Linked DNA regions of Sus scrofa: regions 2 and 3 are each linked to region 1. A link is a contact called in public HiChIP or PLAC-seq data. All regions are on one chromosome and are shown on one strand. Each heading gives the region's core, a stretch centred on a gene start, on an enhancer-like site or on the middle of the called end of the contact. The rest is flanking DNA. Distances are from core to core; before and after follow the strand shown.

Region 1 (4,708 bases), core at 1,259-3,758:
GGTCCTTAACTCACTGAGCGAGGCCAGGGATTGAACCGGTATCCTCATGGTTCCTAGTCGGATTCGTTTCCCCGTGCCATGATGGGAACTCCAGGTATGGGGTTTTTAGTAAGAAGTGTAGGCTGGACACAGAGACCGCATCATCTGCACACTGGTGGCAGCTGGAGTCATGGGAATAGCTGGGATGACCAGATGTGGTGTGTGGGGGAGAAGAACAGAGGGGCTTTGGAATTACTTATACACGTGACTTTTTAAAGAACACCTGCTAGGTAAAGCAAATCCTGATTTTAAACTATTTATGTACTAGGAAATGTTAGTAGGGGATGCTGTCTTTGGGAGGAAGGGACAAGAGAACAAAATGAATGGGGCTGAGAGCTGTACTTGTCACTACTCCAAGTTCAGGCATGATCAGATTGGGAGATCATTTAGGAAAGAGTCCCTGGAGCAGACAGGATCCCACAAGTCTCTGGATGAGGGCCAGCTGCCCTGCCTGTGGAGCCGGAGGACACGTGCATATGCTGTCCTTCAGGAGGTGGAAGTGATCAGGGACACTCCCTCTTTCTCTGGGAGGGTTTCTGAGCAATGCCTTATTCTGATCCAGTCCCAGTTGGCACAAAGGCACTCACAGGCACAAGGGCACTGTCAGACACCAGCCCTGCTGCTCAAGTTTTGCCTTGAGGCATCTCACCAGCAGAGGAACACGAGGCAGCCTCAGGGTCCTCCCACCATCTCCCAGTGGTGCTCTTTAATGTATTTGTATGAGAAGCTCTGACAAAGGATGCCATTTAAAACAAATTTAGCTGCAGGTTTAACAAAGGGTCTCTATTTATTTATTTGTTTATTTATTTAACAAAGGGTATCTATCTATCTGTCTATCTATCTATATTTTCAGGGCCACACCCACAGCATATGGAAGTTCCCAGGCTAGGGGTCTAATCAGAGCTACAGCTGCCAGCCTAAACCACAGCCATGGCCATGAGGGATCCCAGGCATGTCTGTGACTTACACCACAGTTCTGGGCAACACTGGATCCTTAACCCACTGAACAGGGCCAGGGATCAAACCTGCATCCTCATGGATACTAGTCTGATTCATTACCCCTGAGCCACAACAGGAACTCCAAGAGTTTTCCTTTAAAGAATAACGTTTCTGGGAGTTCCCGTCGTGCCAGCCTACACCACAGCCACAGCACAGCAATGCCAGATCCCAGCTGCATCCTTGACCCAGAGGGCTATCTCCTAAAATTCAGTCACCTCTTCAATCCCTGTGACATTTAGAAAAATGCCAATGTACAGTAGAATGAACCAGCACTGACATGGTGCCCACTGGGTGCCAGGTACCATTCTAGGGATTTCCATATACTGACTTTTGGCACTAAAATTTCCCCAGGGTTGGAAGAGGGGGATATTGAGGAGTTTTGGAAAAGCCATTCCTGCATCTGTTTCTTCACTCAGTGACCAGGCTGAGCCCCAGAGAGAAGAAAGTGCCAAGGAGGTAGGTGAGAGGGATCCACAAGCAGGTGGTCTGGCCCTTATCGACTAGAGAAGCTCCAGGCAGCAACAAGCATGTAGAGAAATGCTGCCTGGACCCCCTAGGCAGGTAAAGGCCTTACAGAAGGTCCTGCTTGTTCCAGGACATGGTTAGAGCTCCAGAATCCTCGCACAGGGGCAGAGAATATCAGAGAGAGCCATCAGCCTGAAAGGACCATGGGCCAAATATCTACTCACTATCTGAGAGTCTCGCCCACCAAGACCAGAATGGGTGGCTGAGGTCTCGGAGGAGGCTTCTTCTGCAAAAGCCACGTTGAGGATCAAATCCAGGCAGGTCTCAGAGGAGGCTTCTGTAAATAGGCCACGCTGAAAATCAAATCAAGGCCTGTTAGACACCACCCTGGGGAGGGGGTTGGTTCTTGCCAGCCCAACTAAATCAAAAGTCAAAATAGAAGTGAAAGAAAATTAGTCACCCTTCTCATACACATGAGTTTGTGAAGAACGATTCATAAAGTTTAAATCATATTTATGTACAGATTTCACAAATTGTGTTTTAAAAACTGGGGCTTTCTGAGAAAATGCAAGAGAGGTGGTCACTGTGTTACAAATCTAAATGATCTTTAGGTAGTTTTTAGAAGGAGAAGAAAAAATTATTCCAACCCCACTCTCTTAAAAAAGAAAAAAAACACAGAGAAAGAGGATCATTGTCGTGTTAGCAGTAATTTTCCAAACATTTCACTGAAAAAAAAAAAAAAAAAAACCAACCCCAAAACCCAAACAAAACCTCTGAATCTAGTCATTCATTCATCCCAGGCAAATATGGAAAAACTAGAAGTATTAGCAATGAAGAGGGAAGTTACCAGAACAGGGGATGAGGACGGAAAATGTTTTGCAATTTCATAGCTGTCGCCACCTCAGTTGGCGTAATGGGTCATGAACACAGTGTGTTTTGGTGCCTGCTGCTAAGGGGAGCCCGGAGGAGGCTCCAGACACTGGCTCCGTTGACCTTTATGTACCTAATGCCCAGCAGCCTTGATGTCTGGAACAGCCGACTCACTTGCTCCTCTGAAGGGCCTCCCGGCCCTGCCTGTACCCATCCCTCCCCCAACAATTTTTGAGATGGAGCCATGGAACTTCCTGCCTTCAGCTGCTTCCCACTGGGATGAGCTGCAACCATGGACTAAGAAAATGTTCTCGCTGAGGAAGAGGGAGTTACACTAAATATCTGGGAGCATTTCCATTATCATCTGGACCAAAAAATACTGGCTCATGTCCCCAAGGGAAACTAGGGATTTATCGATCCGTTGGGTGTCGGAAGTCAGGTCAGATGGTCTGACTCACTCAGTTAATGCCCTGGTTCAGCTCTGCATTTTTTCAAGTGTCTTCCATTTTCAAATATACCCACAGACATGGACACACACACAAACATATATGTATGTGTGTATGTGTGTGTCTATATATATACTATATATATATATAATTTTTTCCTGCACCCATGCATGCAGAACTTCTCAGGCCAGGGATTGAAACTGTACCCCAGCAGGTTCGATCCTTAACTTGCTGAGCCACCAGGGAACTCTGCACAAGCATATATTTTTATTCTCCCAATTCTCTAAATGGTGCTCAGTTCTCCAAAGTCAGCTCTCTCTAAGCCTTGCCTTGAAGAATTTTCTCTTACCCTGTGAAATAGGAGACTGAGACTGGAAAGCCTATCTAGGTGAGCAAAGACATGAACAGAACAGAGAAGATGATAGCCCATCCCCAGTTCTAGGAACTCTTGTCAAATTTAGGAATATATCTGAACTCATTAGCCCACCCCCTCTGACCTTACTCACAGTGGGAATGGAGAACAGAAATAGCTTGGGTCAAGGCCATTTACGCCTATCTCCCCATCTCCCCAGATTCTTGTCTTCTAGATAAAGAACCAGGGAGGAAGTTAGTTGTGTAATGACTTACTCAGAGCTAACTGAGCAATTAGAATTTAAATAACATTAGCTGAAGCACTTGCTATATGACAGGGCCTTGATGTGGTCTCTCTTACTGAATTCCTCAAACAGCCCTAAGAGGTAGGGACACTAATTCATTTTCTCCATTCTTCAGAAAAGAAAGCCAAGGCATACAGAAGTTAAGACACAAGTTGGGATTTATTTATTTATTTAGTCTTTTTAAGGCTACATCCACAGCATGTGGAAGTTCCCAGGCTAGGCGTCGGATTGGAGGTGCAGCCGCCAGCCTACACCATAGCCCCAGCAACATGGGATCCAAGCAGTGTATTTGACCTACACTACAGCTCATGGCAATGCTGGATCCTTAACCCACTGAGCAAGGCCAGGGATTGAACCTATGTCCTCATGGATACTAGTTGGTTTCATTACTGCTGAGCTACAATAGGAACCCTGCAAGTTGGGATTTAAACCCAGGTCCAGCTGGCTCCAGAGCAGAGTCTTATCTCTTAGACTCCAACATTTCCTAGAGAGAATGCAGAGAGATGCATAAATATATAAAGCTGTGAAAGAGCTAGACTAGTGCATGAAAAGAGGGGAGGTGGAAAATCTATTTTTAAGCTATAGACGGCAATTTTTGGGGAAAGGTTGATAATTTCATTGTTGAAAATGATGATGCTATTCCTACATTTGGCAAATATAGACAAGGAAGTCATGGCTGCAAAAATCTTGTGGAAAGGGAAGTTGGAATAAATGAGTTGGAAAGTTTGGGATGCACCAGCACTTCCTCTGAATAAAGGTGGGAGCTTGTTCCTTTGTCCCTTGTCCAGACTAGTTCCATTTCTAGGCTCTCTAATTCCCAGACCTTCTGTTGAACCAAATTCCCTCCCTGTTCAGCCTCAACACACTCTAAGCCTAAGCCACTGGCATCCAGGGAAATGGCAGAGTGAGGCAGAGACTGGGATGATAGCTCCAAGAGCTGTCAGTGCTTCCCTGTCTCTAGAAGCCCATGGAAGGAAAGCTACACAGAGGAGGCAAGCCAAGTTCTTACCTGGAAGGAAAGCTGGATTCTCTCTGTCCAGCTCATCAGTGGGCACTTGTCCAAAGATATTTATTTTTTCTTTCTATGGCCACACCTGTGGCATATAGAAGATCTCAGGCTAGGGGTTGAATTGGAGCTGCAGCTGAGGCCTATACCACAGCCACTGGCAACACCATATCTGAGCCACATCTTGGACCTGTGGTGCTGCAGATTGCATTAACTCTGGATCCTTA
Region 2 (4,708 bases), core at 1,218-3,717, 250 kb before region 1:
GCTGTGGATGCAGCCCTAAAAAGACGAAAAAAAAAACAAAAAACAAAAACAAAAAACTACATGTCAGGCTCAGTAACTTGATTCCACACTTGCAATTCATGTGATCCATGTATCATTTTATGGTGGTCAAAATTAGCTTATATGAGAACTGAATGAGTAAGTTACACTAATGCTGCCCAGTAACTCCCCATGATGCTTAAAATGTTCTCTGTTCACACTATCCAATATGGCAGCCACTAGCCACACGTGGTTATTGACCAACTGGAATAGGCTAATGTGACTGAGGAGCTAAATGTTTAATTGTATTTAATTTTCATGAATTCAAATCAAAGCGGCCACACATGATAAGTGGCAGCAGTAGTGGACAGGGTAGCTTTTTGCTCAAGGTGTGCTCAGCAGAGCAGCAGCACTGGCACAGCCTGGGGGTTTGTCAGAAATGCAGAATCTCAGGCCCCACCCCAGACCTCCGGAGTCAGAGTCAGCACTTGAACAAGATTCCAGGTGAATAGCACACAGAAAAATGTATTGGACTAAACTCTGATTATAACAGAGGTGGGGTCAGGAAATAATTACACAGTGCAAAAAGACTGTACTTTAAGAGATGTGTTCACTGAACGGACAATCTTCCTTTTGTTCCCTCTTGCAATTCCCCTGCCCCAACCCACCAATGAAAGAAGAGAGGCGTTCCTATTGTAGCTCAGTGGGTTAAGAACCCGACTAGTGGAATTCCCATTGTGGCTCTGTGGGTTAAGAACCTGACTAGGAACACTGAGGTTGCAGGTTCGATCCCTAGCCTTGCTCAGTGGGTTAAGGATCCAGCATTGTCATGAGCTGTGGTGTAGGTTGCAGACATGGCTCAGATCCCACATTGCTGTGGCTGTAGTGTAGGCCAGCAGCTGTAGCCCTGATTGGACCCCTAGCCTGGGAACCTCCATATGCTGTAGGTGTGGCCTTAAAAAGCAAAAAAAAAAAAAAAGAATCTGACTAGTATCCATGAGGAGGCAGATGCAATCCCTGGCCTTGCTCAGTGGGTTAAGGATCTGGCCCTGCTACAAGCTGTGCTATAGGTTGCAGATTTGGCTTAGATATGGCATTCCTGTGGCTGTGGCACAGGCTGGAGCTCCGATTTGACCCCTTGCTCTAGGAGCTTCCATATGTCACAAGTGCAGCCCTAAAAAGGAGGGAAAAAAAAAGGAAAGAAGGGAGAGAGAGGAGGAGAGTGCAGAAGAGAGCGATGGAGAAGCCACTGCCTGTGACAATACATAGGGGTGCCTGTGTGACCTCTGCTCTGAAAAGAGCTTCTTTAACAACTGCCTTCCTTTTCCCACTAGTCCTTATTTTGAACTGACTGCTCTGGGCCTGGCCAGATGCTACTACTTACTTTGCTAGGGAATTGCCCTCAGCCAACAGCAGCCTTCTCTAACCTTCAGGAATTTACGAGGCAAGACAGGAAACAGGTGAGCAGTTATTAAAGACTTCCTTTTTTTTTTTCCCTGTCTTTTTGCCTTTTCTAGGGCTGCTCCTGCGGCATATGGAGGTTCCCAGGCTAGGGGTCTAATAGGAGCTGCAGCCACCAGCCACAGCCACAGCCACAGCAACATGGGATCCAAGCCACGTCTGCAACCTACACCACAGCTCACGGCAACACCAGATCCTTAACCCACTGAGCAAGGCCAGGGATGGAACCCGCAACCTCCTAGTTGGATTTGTTAACCACTGAGCCACGACGGGAACTCCAAAGACTTCCTTCTTGCCGATATAAATCTCCCCTGTGGACTATCAGTTCTTTACTTCCCATTTGTTTGGGCCTTTAACCCTCACACATAGGAAAATATCTCTTTCTTCAAACGCCAAGGGAACGGCCACATGGTCACAGGGAGGGACTTAGCTACCCAGATTGCACTAGCCACTGGCAATTTTCAGCTTCTTTCTCCTAGACCTGGTTGGTGTAGAAAGAAGACAATCAAAGCAGCAAGGATCCGAAATAGCACCGATGAACAGCATCGAGAGGGCTCCACCCTACTTACCAGCTTTCCCAATCTGAACAGCCAAGCGCGTCAGCTTGCCTTGCAGCACCGACTTCTCCTTTTTGGGCAGCTTGGCAGCCTTTTTCTCCTTTTCCTCATTGTCGATTCCCTCCTGGCTGTTGAGTGGCTGAATTTCCAAGGCCACTCCATCCTGAGTCTTTGCTAGGGTGTACACACAAACAGAACAGGTGAGTAGGCCAGGTAGTAGCACTGCGTAGCAGGTAGGTGGAAACTAACAAACCCTCCGTCTTATTCCTGGAATATACCTTGGAGCCTTGACTTCAGGTCTGACCACCCTCACTCCATGCCAGACAGGGAACTTGCCTTTCGACCATCTATAAGGGCCTTGGGAATGATATCTGAACAACTAGAGGTGAAATGGATACTTTTGGGGCATGGATTTCCTCTTCAGTGGCAGCTTCTTGGCACTACGTCAGAGCCCCAGGCCAGGTTCGTTGTTCCAGCAAGAGGATTAGTCATGCCACTAAGTGCTGTTACCAACAACCATCCTTCCTGGAATTCAGTGCTTAAAATAATGAGTCTTTACTTCAGAAAGGGGCTGAAGGGGGACGCTGTAGATGTTTCCAGAGCATCGGGGTCCTAGTCAGCTCTTTAAAAGGTGCATCTCTCTCTCTCTAGACTGTCATGGAAGAAACACAGAACACAGGCTATCTCCCAGCTCCCCCTTGTGTTAACTGAACGACAGGGGAAGGAAATCTCCCCTGTCTGACGAAGGCAGGGGGATACAGAGTGGGACCTGGGGGAAAGGGAAGAAGCTGGTGTGAGGGACTCCCTGGAATAAGAGAAAGCAGGAATAAAGACAGACATAAATCCATTTTGCTTTAAAAAGAAGAGTTCAAGGAATCTAAAATTAAAGAATTATTTCTGTGGAGCCCTGGGTTCGCCGAAGTGATGACTTTATTCTGAAGACTACCATGACGTGGGTTACAAAAGGAAAAAAATCTCTAGGCGCTGTCTCAAGAGAGTGGTTCTTGTTGGTTTCCAACAGCCCTCCAACTTCACCCCTGCAGAGCTTGACCCCTTTGGTTAGATGCCCTTCCTGAGATATTATTGTCTCTGTTGTCACACTCACAAACAAGACAGAGACAGGATGTAAACACGGCCACCAAAAAAGAAACACACATCAGATTAGGAGGAAGAAAACAGACTGTGGAGAGAACAAGGAAAGAGGTGGGGAAAGAGGTTACGTAGAAAGGGCTCTGTCCACCCTGGAGAAGACGAGCAGAGAAGGAATCCAGACCGGAAGAGGACACCGATGAGGAAGCTGGCAAGAGGAGGGTGCAGGGACTGCCCATCCCAACTCCCTCCACCATATGCACCCTGAAGCCTTCCAACCCAGAAATTGATGCCTTGTGGTGTTTAAATCCGGTATGGGGCAATGAGGCAAAGAGCTCAGTACCCTGGGAAGAGCAGATTTGCTCCCCCAAGAGAAACTTTGACATGAGGTTCCTTGAGCCAACAGCAGAGGGTGCTGTTGTCCCAGCTTCGATTGGGTTTGGGAGCTTGCGACCATCCCCAAATCTCTGCACCTTCCTCGGGATAAGGGATCCCGGCCACAGCAGCAGATAACAGATTTATGGAGAGGAAAAGGGAGAAGGCAGATGGCCTGGAAAGGTCTGGTTTGAGTGTGGCAGGTAGAAATGGTAAATGAGTGGGTGGAGAGGTTACCTTTGTTGCGATTTTCAGGGGCTCCTTGTTTTTTACCTGTTTGAACAAGAAAGAAAAAAGTGGGGTGGAGACCCAAAGTGACTATTAAGAGATCAGACAGTCAGATCTCTTAATCTGACTGGTCCTGCTCAGAGCCCAAACGGGCGACAGCAAAGGGGCTGAGTTGCAGGGCAGGGACTGCAGTGGAAGCTGGCATCTCCGTTTACATCTATAAGGGGCTCCTCCTCGAGATCTGGACCAGACCACTCATCCACAAGCACGCACACCCACTTCCGAGCTGCCTTCTCCTGGAGCACGGCTGGCCTGAGTCATATCACTTTTCTCCTGGCCTGCGTCACATCACTTGGAGAACGGCAGTGGGGGTTAGGAAGTGAGAGGTTTGGACTTTTTCTGGCTGATGGCAAAGGCCCTGAAAGGTGCCTCCATGTCATTTCGCCAGCACCAGGCAAGCCTCCTCCCGACTCCCTTGCAAGCAGCTGCAGAAATAGTCTAGTTCCTGAGCAGATGTGTTTCGTTTCCTTTTCCTTAACTGTCCTCCACTCAACTGCCCAAGATGGACCACGAGCCAAGGGAAGAGGAATGCTTAGGGAAAGGGGTAGATTTGCTTTAGCATCTTTTTTGCCTTCTGTTTTTCTTTCAGGAACAAGTGAACGGTAAAGACAAAGCTAACTCCTGGATGGACATTCCCTCTCTATTCCCACTCTCCTGGCCACGTCTCCCTTCCACCAACAGCCTGTAGTTTCAGCAGTTTCTTCTCCCGGATAGTTTTCCCTTAGCCTCGATGGTGCTTATAATCCTCCATGTCTGAGGAAGAAAGGGGGAAGGGTCGGAGGACTCCACAGAGGGGGTCTGGGGCCAGAACCCCTCACCAGCTCATTTGGGGCAGGCCCTCCACCTCATTCCTTTACAATCCACCAACAGATGCAGGAATCGAGGCTCAAAGGCAACCTGGTTTGGGAGCCTAGAGCCAGGATCTGATTTTTAGGAGCGCA
Region 3 (4,708 bases), core at 1,250-3,749, 140 kb after region 1:
GCCAGTGTTGTCAGCTGATTTCTCTAGCATTAGAGATGTGCGGAAGCAAGGTGGGTCCCAGGTGAAAGCTCCTGAGGGGAGTGGAATATTTTGAAATAGGTTTCAGAGGGATTTGAGAAAGTAGAGCCCCCAGATTTGAGCAGAATGGATGATGACTGTAGTAGGAATGGGTAAGCTCCTAGAAAAAGAACAACTTCCTGCTCCCCAGGATTTTGAAGAATCTACCGTAAGTAAGCATCCTTATTTAAAAAGCGTGTGTTGAGTTCCCATGGTGGCACAGTGGTAATGAACCTGACTAGTATCCATGAGGATTCAGGTTCAAACCCTGGCCTCATTCAGTGGGTTAAAGATCCAGTGTTGCCATGAGCTATGGTGTTGATCGCAGATGTAGCTTGGGTCTGGTGTTGCCGTGGCTGTGGTGTAGGCCAGCAGCTGCAGCTCCAATTTGACCCCTAGCCTGGGAACTTCCATATGCCATGGGTGCAGCCCTAAAAAGACAATAAATAAATAAATAAATAAATAAATAAATATAAAAAGCGTGTGTAAGTCTAGGAAGATCACCAACCACCCACCTCCAATCTGGCTTGGCTTAGGAGGACGGACTCTGCCTAAGAACTTAAACACACAGAAGCTTTGGGCCCATCTCACTGAAGTTGTAGAGTGGCACAGGTAGGGGTCAGAAAGAGCTGAATTGTTCTTCAAAAGAAAACAGGATGAATCTGTAAGAAAAAGAGCTAAAATTCACAGCTCACATAGCAAGTGCGTTCATGGATCAGCAAGTAGATTCCTAAACTGATCTGACTTAAGAAAAAGAGGAGCTCAAAGCCAGAACCATCCCTCCTCAGAATCTCGAATATTCTGAGGAGGGGCATAGGGTTTCCAGCAGATCTGAGAACGAAGCTTTGAACCAATCTTAGCCAGCCCCTAAGCAGACCTCCGCTGACACAGTTCACCTTTGGGAGCATGGCCTTGGGTGTTACCGTCATTACCTCTAATGAGGACAACCACCTCCAAAAGGAAGGTACCTGCCTGCCCACTGTGCAATCCACTTCTCATCGACTCAGCACGGTTCTCCTTGGCAGGGAGGGGGTTCCATGGGGACTTGCTGAGCCAGGGAGTGGGGAAAGAGAGGGAGGTGAGTACTGAGGAGGTGTGCCTTGTCTGACCCTCCCAGGCCTCACTGCCATTTATATGTGGGTCATAAATCAATCACTTCACCCCAGGGTCTGAACACCTTTTGTCCTCCTTGTCTTAAAGTGATCAAAGGAGGAAGACTTGGTGCCCAACCTCTGGGGTGGTGAATGGGGCTTCTTCATCGAGTTTGGGAGAAAGGGTTCCTGCCCTCAGGAAACTCCAACTTCGGGGAGGAGGAGGGACACCCACAGGGGACACACACGCAAAGCGCCAGCAAACAGAGAAATGTGGGCAGATGACTGTGGAAAAACACAGTCTCAAACTAATGAAGGGGGTTAGAATGGAGGCACCAGCAGTCAGCTGGTGTCCTGCAGGAAATAGCTTGTTGGGGCTGGGAGTTCTGAGCTGGGTTTGGAGGTGTTACTAGCAGGGGCAGAAGACAGTCTAGAACTGTACAAGGCATTCACAAGACTGCACACCCACTGACTTTGGCAGTTCTGGTTTCCCTCCCTGGTTTACCTGGAAAGGTCATCTCAAGCATGCTGCCCACTTGCTCACTGCAGGGCCTCAAAACAGCCCATCACAGTGTGGGAGAGCAGCGGGCAGACACCAGATGACTTTGTTTACAAAGCTTAAGCTTTTCCACAGGGTCAAAGGGCATTCCCAGAGTGGCTGAGTGAGATCACAGACAGGCAGGTTCTGGAAGCCAAGTTAGCATCTGGATATCGCTGCTCCCTTCCCAGAAGGGGCGCCTGAACAGGCTTCTCCAGGGGACAAGCGACCACCATACTTTTGCACAGCTTACAAAGCTCTTTTTACACCAACAAGTAGAATGCCCATCTGATCCTTACAGCCACTCCATAAGGTAAAAATCTCGACTTCACAGGTAAGGAAACAGGCTGGAAGCAACTATGAGTCTTCTGTAAGGTCACCCAGGGGAGGCAAGGCTGTCCTTCCTATTACCCACACTGGCCTTGGCATCACAGTCTTCTGGCCTTGGACTTTAGGGATCCTGAACATTAAGGGACCATCTGAGTGCATCTATTAAAGGCCAAGAGACACCTGCATTTCCCTCTCGCTCTGATCATTTCAAGAGATACAAAGAGGGAGGATGCAGGGAGATAATCTCTGGGAAGGGCCGCCCACCTGGGCTCTCCAGCTCTTAGGTGAAGCCACATCTTCTTTCCAAACTGGCTCACCTTTGCCCGGGCCGGGCCGGGGAATCATTTGTGGGATGAGAGCCCAGCCAAGGACGTCGGGCAGCTGTCGGCGGCCCTGCCTCCCGCCCCAGCGGACCCATCCGGAGTCTGTGCCCATATAAGGGCATCGCTTCCCGTAGGTATTGACGCGCCGAGGGCCACGTCAGCTGCAGGCGGGGAGGGGGTGGCCCTGTGACACGAAAACAAGTGACGCAAGGGAGGGCGGAGAGAAGGGGGGGCGGGTGGGGGAAGGAAGAGGGAAGAGGGGGCGGGCGGGGGCCGCCGCGGCTTAACCCCTTCCCAGACGGCCACCCCTGTCTCGCCTTTACGCTCTTTGTGTAAACGCGGGTGCAACACTGGGGGTCGCGTGCGTGATCGCTTTCTGTCCCCGTGTGGGCGCAGGTATCTATTCTGGGCGATCTTATCTTTGGACGTTCAAGTGTGTTTGCTGGCTGTTTTATCTCACGGGTGTCAAGGATGTGCATTTCACGTTACAGCCATGGTGTGTATTTTTACGTTGGAGACAGAGGAGGAACTTGGCTGGTGGATGTTTGAGAACAATCACATCTCTCCACGTTTCTTTGTTAAACAAACAAACAAGACTCTTGGCACTTGTGCTTCCAGAGAGCCACAGAAAGTCTAACTAGAGGCGCTGCTGTAAGGGACTGGCTTCTGTTTTTACCGAGCCGTCTCCCACCACTTCCCTAGCCAAGTCAAACAGAAAGAGGTGGGCCCCGAGGCGCTGAAGGGGAAGAAGCCTAAAAGAGGAGGGTCAGGGGTCTAGTGCCAGGCAGAGGCCAGGAAACAGAAAATGAAGAAATCCCCAGAGAAGCCCAGGACTGTCATTTCAACCAGGCTTCTTCATGGAGCCTCCAATGAATGGGAGCCTCCAATGGGTGTGGGGGGTGGAGGGGGGTGTCTCATTTCTGAGTCCAGCTTGATCAGGTGTGCATAGCCTGCCTCCTCTCACCTGGAGTTGAGAGGTAGGGATGGGCGAGGGGAGAAATGAGTACTAAAAGGTCTAAGACGCAGGAAGAAGGGGTACTTTGCAGAGGGTGTGAGGGCAACAGGACATGGATGGATGGGAGGGTGTTGGGAGCTTGGCTGCCCTGTGTGGGGGAGGAGCATAGGGGAAAGTCCCCAGGGCCTCCCAAACTGTCCCTTCCCACCCACTGTTCTCATCCACCCACTCTCCCTGCCCTACTTTAGACCCACTTCCTCTCTTTACTTCCCCTGGTGGAGAACTGCCTGGGTGAAAACCTCACTCTACCCCAAGCTCCGGGCCCAGTCAAAGAGTGGGAATCCCAGGTCTGGGGGGCAGATAGTGGCTCTCCCTTGTCAGGGAATCTGCTTAGGACCTGGCCACTTTGCCTTGGCTGTGAACCTTGTCTTGCCCCTGAGGCCTAGCTAGGCTGGGGGTTGGGAGTGGTGGGGAGTAAAAGTGGTTTTAAACCTGGGAATTTAAAAGAATGCAGAACAGAGGCCTTTCTTCTTCAGGGGCCAGTGTTCTAGGACGGGACGATGATAAAAGTATTGAGGAATAAAAGCACGGGGTGTCCCACCTGGGCAGGGCTGACTGTGGCTAAGAGTGTGGTCTTGGCAATACAGGCTTTCCTCAAAAAAGAAGAAAAATCTCCAATTGACAACTTAACCAACCATCTAAAAGAATTAGAAAAAGAAGAACAAACAAAACCTAGAGTCAGCAGAAGGGTAAATATCAGAGAAAATCAGTATAATAGAAATTCAAAAAACAATAGAAAAAAATCAGTAAAACCAAGAGCTGGTTCTTTGAAAGGGTAAACAAAATTGACAAACCACTAGCCAAACTTACCAAGAAGAGGAGAGAAAGAACTCAGACAAAGAGTGTGGCCTTGGGAATCCCAACTCTGCCACTCCCTAGGAGTTTTCAGGCAACTTTCTGACCTCTCTGAACCTCAATTTTCTTGTTTGGAAAATAGAAATAAAAGTATTTATCTTGTTGGTTCTTTTGAAGATGAAAAGGGATCATGTTTCTAAAGCATTTTGTGCATTAATCTCTTCTGCAATCTGTATATACATTTGGCACAAGGTAAATAATAAATGGTAACTGTTATTACTGCTAGTAGCAGTAGCAGTAATAGAAGTTCTCTCCAGGACCTCACATGGAAAGTTAGTGAGGCTCATCAGATGTTCCAGGGTTGACTTTAGGGGTCCCCTGTCCCTCAGTTTTCTTCTGCCTCTAGAACCTCATCACCTCTGCCATTTCCTCCTCCGTTCAGATCTCAGCCTGGCCCCAGATTAAGGGCAGTGAGGGCCGAAGCAAAAGAGAGGTGTTTCTGTCCTGGCTGTGCTCTCTCCCAGGCCTCAGTTTCCTTATCACTAAAATGGGGAGAATA

The links. HiChIP or PLAC-seq counts read pairs in DNA pulled down with a chosen protein or histone mark.
Region 2: a contact with region 1 is called in an H3K27ac HiChIP or PLAC-seq map of alveolar macrophages. The contact joins two enhancer-like sites. A contact is called at or near these places in 2 of 47 Hi-C or Micro-C datasets (both in embryonic fibroblasts) and 1 of 2 datasets of contacts at active chromatin or transcription factors (alveolar macrophages).
Region 3: an H3K27ac HiChIP or PLAC-seq map of alveolar macrophages shows a contact between it and region 1. The contact joins two enhancer-like sites. A contact is called at or near these places in 2 of 47 Hi-C or Micro-C datasets (embryonic fibroblasts and liver) and 1 of 2 datasets of contacts at active chromatin or transcription factors (alveolar macrophages).

What each region holds. Positions count from the first base shown.
Region 1 is chr9:64,159,826-64,164,533 of Sscrofa11.1, reverse strand. No RefSeq gene overlaps it. Among named protein-coding and RNA genes, the nearest start is that of PRELP, 29 kb to the left of the region's middle. Within about 2 kb of position 2,508, at least 14 of the 83 cell types and tissues checked have an H3K27ac peak or open chromatin away from gene starts, as enhancers often do. A contact at or near this core is called in alveolar macrophages, embryonic fibroblasts and liver, where this site is marked.
Region 2 is chr9:64,405,045-64,409,752 of Sscrofa11.1, reverse strand. It overlaps ATP2B4 (plasma membrane calcium-transporting ATPase 4), which reads right to left. Exons shown (of 21, transcript XM_021063194.1): 7 at 3,717-3,752; 8 at 2,028-2,189. Among named protein-coding and RNA genes, the nearest start is that of LAX1, 53 kb to the left of the region's middle. Within about 2 kb of position 2,467, at least 12 of the 83 cell types and tissues checked have an H3K27ac peak or open chromatin away from gene starts, as enhancers often do. A contact at or near this core is called in alveolar macrophages, where this site is marked.
Region 3 is chr9:64,018,597-64,023,304 of Sscrofa11.1, reverse strand. No RefSeq gene overlaps it. Among named protein-coding and RNA genes, the nearest start is that of BTG2, 13 kb to the left of the region's middle. Within about 2 kb of position 2,499, at least 77 of the 83 cell types and tissues checked have an H3K27ac peak or open chromatin away from gene starts, as enhancers often do. A contact at or near this core is called in alveolar macrophages, embryonic fibroblasts and liver, where this site is marked.